2 separate regions of the Zea mays genome follow, and region 2 is linked to region 1. A link is a contact called in public Hi-C data. All regions are on one chromosome and are shown on one strand. The core of a region is the stretch at or near the end of the contact, and the rest is flanking DNA. Distances in the headings are between cores, read along the strand shown. Region 1 holds the start of LOC100283240 (ELMO domain-containing protein 2). Region 2 holds the start of LOC100281040 (aconitase 2).

Region 1 (2,700 bases), core at 18-2,517:
AGCTAGTGAGCTCTGTATCGGGAAAGGATGCATTCCATAGAGCCCTAAGCGATTCCTAAATCCAAAGCACACAATATAATAAAATTCATGAAAGTCAATAAGGTATATAACTAACCGAGCAAAACAAAGAGCAAGCTAGTTGCAGTCTGAAACCTATTTTTGTGCTAAGTGTTGCGGAATACCAAATTTGTTTTTAGATTACTCCAGAAAGTAAGTTGAAGACTCTATCTACATCATATATAGGGACACACGGATTGAAATCCCTATCTATAAGTTTTCGTGAAGCTAATTGAGTCGAGAGTTTCCTCACTTGATGATCTGTCCGAGTTTCGTCATATGGCACATTTAGCCTTTCCTTCAGACTTTGCAGCCTCTGTTCCTGAATGAATATTTAAGACCAGGGTTATTTCGGGCGCAGGAAGAAACGAAGTTAAGCTTGCATGGTCCATGCCATTGTGTTTATTCTATTTCATTTATTGTTTCCCTACAACCAAGAGACGGCACAGAATCATTCATGTATTTTGCCTAATAAACACATCATGATAATGACGGCAGTGCATCTGTACCTGTAGAGGGGTTAGATCAAGCACTATCTTCTCTGCACTGACTTGTCGCCTTTTGCCCGAGCCGCTGAAAAGACCTGCAAACCATGCCCGATTTCCAACCATAGTAGCATCAACTGCAATGAGGTCATTATAAAACTCTCGATTCAATATTCCTCAACATGAAAAATGGATCTTATTCTCTATGCAACCTTGTTCAGAAACATATATAGACATTCAATATTCCTGAACATGAAATGGACCTTTTTCTCTATGCAACCTTGTTGAGAAACATAGAGCGATTATAGAGTCGACAACAAATGTACAAAAGAAAAGAATGGTACTCCGTCCTACCTGTTGTTGACGTTGAAGTTGAGACGGTAACGGAATGCCCATCAAATTAGAAGAGGTGCCCTTTCTTTCTTTACCAATAATAATGTGAGTAATTATAACAGAAATCAATGAACGCGAGGGGAGGGTGGCGCGTCAGGAGCTAATGCAGTAAGCAGGAAAGCATGATCCTCCATGAACCACACACATGCGGCGGACCCCGGTGCCCCCTCGCTGTCTGTTGCTTGTTGCTTTGGATCTGGAGGAGGCATACGCGCGCGCTCCCTTGGGTTGGGGGATTCGACGGGATTCTCCTGCTGGTGCTGGATGATCGACGGAGGAAGGAAGTTAAAGAATTGGCCTCCGTCGACCGCCCAGCCCTGCCCCTGCCGGACCGTCGCATCCTATGCCAGCTCAAGGCGGCCTGCTATGTCTCCCCCTCTCTCTTTCTCTTCCTCTTCCTCTTCCCCACCGCGCATGCCGCCCAACCATCCACCCACACCCTTTCGTTTTTGCAACAACATTAGAATCACAAGGCCCAGCTCAATGCAACCATATATGCCGGCCATGGGCTTCGTAGCCAACACTAGCCCTTTAAAGATTATTGTTGTTGTTATTGTTCGTTACCATTCGATTTCCCTTCATGAATTACAGACCGGTTTCTTTTAAATCTCTTAACTTTTGTGTTTTTAATCTTAAGTAGTTTTATTAATGGTTTTACTAATACAACTCAACGCCAATGGACACAAATCAGACTAGGTTAAAAGTTTAGGGAGATAAATTTGTCTACAAATATTTTTCCACAATTAATATTTAATATTTTAAAAATCTATTTACAAATTCATTCGAACATTTTTATAGGTAAAAAACAATACAATTAAAATCCTAAAAACTGACATCTTAAAAAAGTTATAGAACTGTGTTACTTAAAAATATAAAAAAGTTTAATATTTTTTTTTAAGATCAAGCACTATCTTATAGTTCCTTGTATTTAGTTTTAGATACACTTATTTTAGTGTTTATTTGCCGGCACAATATCTTATTATCTATTATAAATTTATAATTAATCTATATGTCGATCGTACGGAGTACGTAGAAGCGTTCTTAGTCTTGGATAAAATTTCACCCTAGTTATAGTTATACTAGGTGGATGCTCGTGCGTTGCTACGGAGTCAACATGTAATGATAAGATACATTGAGATGTAGAAGCACTATAATAAAACATATTGATAAAATATATTGTTGGAACTTAGGAACTCAATGGTATATGGGGTTCACTTGATGACATAAATTTTTAGCCATAATCATCTCATGTTGTTAATGATCAGTAACGTGAGCAATAGGATATGTATTAAAGGTAAAAAAATGTTTCTATCAAGGCATACCCATCCTATATAATTATAGCTGTCAAAAAAGGAGTACAATTTAATCTCATTAGTCATATGACTGAAAAACAAGAGGCAGACTAATATTTTATTGTGTAGATTCAAAAAATGTGTAAACAAATGCCTATGTAATCCCAAGCATAGGAAGAACCATTCCTTGAGGGGCAGCAACAAGGGGAACTAAATTCTGGGTCTGAGCAGTTGTGAAAATACAATATTGAGAACTTCGGGGGTGCGACGGGAGGTTGAGAGCTCAAAGCTATCACTTCAATTCGGGCCCAAATGCAAGGAAACACTAGAACCCACCACAATATTTGGGGACACTATCTCCAACACAAAGATTTTTGGAGGGGATGCAAGAAGGGGTATCCGGGGAAGTCCTTGCTATAATGGATCCTAAGTAGTTGAGGCAGAGTGACAAAAGTGGATGGAAGAGGTGTGGA
Region 2 (2,700 bases), core at 35-2,534, 580 kb after region 1:
AGAAACTGAACCGAACCCATAACCCGAACCCGAAAATCCGAATAGACCGACAATTTGGTTTATTTGGGTTCGATTTTCGGTTTTAAAATGCCCATGCATGTGGTCCCGCTCTCGGGCCCATCCGCCTCCAGCGTGGCTGCCCGGCGCCCAATAGAGGTAGAGAGTGATGAAATGAGAAGCCGCCGTGGAAAGCGATGGAAAAGTAGCGTTCCAGTCAACTGTCATGCCATTACTCTCTTCTCCCTGACACCCTCCATGGCCAATGTACTCCTACTCCCACCTACCCACGCAAAAAATAAAAAATAAAAAATAAAACACTGCAGCTCAGGTCGACCAGTTTAGGGGTCCAAATGTTCCTTCATAGTTTATTTGGGCACTAAAATAATTTTAATTTAAAAATGAATGAAAATAGAGGATATGATTCTAATCCGATATAATCCTTATTAGCGTCTAAAATTTAGAACCAAGCCACTTAACAAGGAAAAGTCTACGCGGCACAAGTGTAGCCACTTGTAACGGGCAGAGAGGCGGAGGAGACTGAGAGCTACACCACCACCACCACTCCTGCTTGCTTTCTCCTCCGGCAAGGGGCAAGGTCTCCGGATCCATGATTGCCTCTTATTATAGGTTGCCGGCCAGGGAACGCATCATGCCTCTTAATTCATTTGTTTAGAGATCTTGGATCCACATGCCAGGATATCGATCGAGGCCTCTTTGTAGAGATCGAGAGAGAAACATCAGATTCATCTAAATTGGCATCTGTATCATCAGAATCATCAGGATATGAGCAAGCATCGATCGGAGGAGGTTTCCTGCTTGATGAACGTAGGCATACGGCCTCATCGATCGGCCGTACGTGCTGCTGCTGGTGGCTACAGGAAAGTAGAGTAGAGTATATACATGGCCGGCTTATTGGCTCTCGGATGCATATACCATGGACTACTACTGCTACTATTATCACACCAGGATGGTAGTAGCTAGCAAAAAGCTAGATGTTCAGCAGAGAGAGAGAGGTGGAAGAGCAAGAAAGAAATTAAAGAGGATTTATTTATGCATATTCACAAATAATGAAACAAATCAGGTAGCTAAGCTAGGAATGCATATGCATATGCATGAATTCAAGTTCAATTCACAAACTAAAAAGCTCGATCGGCGACCTGCAGCTTATAAGTATATAGTACCTGTTGGGTTGGCCATGGCGCGCGCAGCTGGAGAGCTAGCTAGCCAGGTCGCTGGTCGACCCAGGCACACGACGAGAGAGAGAGAAGAGAGAACAAGTGATGGTGTGAGGACCAGGGACAGCCGCTTCCTTATACGTACAGTGGGCGCTAGTAGCACACTGCGAACAGCCGGCCAGCTAGTAATTTTTTCCCCATTCATTCTTACCGTGTAGTACTTGTGCTAATTAAGGGTGTGTTTGTTTAGGGGACAACAGGGACGTCTCCTTCATCCAAATTTAAAGGATAACTGGAGACAACAGTGAGATAGACCTGTCTCAATCCTTAACCCTGAACCAAACAAACTTATTTGAGGGATCATCCCATCACATCCCGTCCAATCATTACAACCAAACGCATCTAAGTCACATAGTCAAACAAGCCAGGACATGATACATACGGATTTATTATTAATATATACGTCCAACAACTAATAATTAACATGAAGAATCTATCATGTTGCTAGACTACTACTATTCTTCTTTCAAATATGCAGGAAACAAAAAAAAATTTCTACATGATTTCTATTACTAAACCTTGCGTTGTAAATTAAAGCGCCCGGCCTTAGTAAATTTTATGGTACCAGACTCTTATATTGTTATAAATAAATGCGACACAAATAGGATCAATCACAGAAAAGACACGGATTTAACGTGGAAAACCCCTCCAAAGTGAAGGGGAAAAAACCACGAGCGCCGGCCGGCAACTTCTCACTATTTTCGGGTGGTTACAGATCGCAGAAGATTTACAATTGAGATAGATATCTCCTGCGACTTACAAAGATATTTATAGAGGTGATATCTCCTGCCGCCTTCTTCAGAATTTGGATCACAAACTCAACATATATATTTCTCTGAAACATGAGTCTCGTGTTGGAGTGTGGTTGCTGATAGGCCAGTTCGCATATCACTTAACTCATACACACACACAGAATATATGAACGACCCACTCAATTTTTCGTTCTAAAACAAAAAAAACTGTACACGTAGAGAGCAAGGTAGCCAAATATCCTTGCAATAAAGGATATCTCCAGCAAATAGACAGGGACGGCACGTGCATTATTTGTAGCTAGACAGCACTGGTAGCATATTCTCTCACCCATGTGGACAGTGGACTGGATCGGGGGAGGGGGGGGCCCACTGCACAGTGACGATCCCATTGCCTTTCCGACACCTCTGTACTCCTCTCCTATTGGCCCACGTAGCATAGCAGTAGTACTCAGCCCGGACAATCATCCCATGTGCATTCTCTGCATATATCACGTTCCATCATCTACCACAAGTAGCTAGTAATTATATATGTACATGGTAATTAATTACGAATCCATCTCCGATCCTTAATTTGCCTACACCAAAGTTTCTCGAAAAATGCCATCGACAACTTTACATACAAATATATAGTTAATATAGATAGATGATCACGTCTGTTAATGTCTTAAATATTATTGTTCTTCTATATATAATTATATATAATCAACATAGTC

The links. Hi-C and Micro-C count contacts between places; a contact is called where the count stands out from the background.
Region 2: a Hi-C map of tassel shows a contact between it and region 1, with 3 times the contacts expected there. The contact joins the promoter of LOC100281040 here to the promoter of LOC100283240 in region 1. A contact is called at or near these places in 2 of 25 Hi-C or Micro-C datasets (ear and tassel).

The regions. Positions count from the first base shown.
Region 1 is chr10:97,823,055-97,825,754 of Zm-B73-REFERENCE-NAM-5.0, forward strand. LOC100283240 (ELMO domain-containing protein 2) reads right to left here and starts at 1,268. Exons shown (of 9, transcript NM_001361256.1): 1 at 897-1,268; 2 at 567-679; 3 at 311-379; 4 at 1-55. The coding sequence starts at 668.
Region 2 is chr10:98,398,570-98,401,269 of Zm-B73-REFERENCE-NAM-5.0, forward strand. LOC100281040 (aconitase 2) reads right to left here and starts at 1,285. Exons shown (of 20, transcript NM_001153959.2): 1 at 1,182-1,285. The coding sequence starts at 1,197.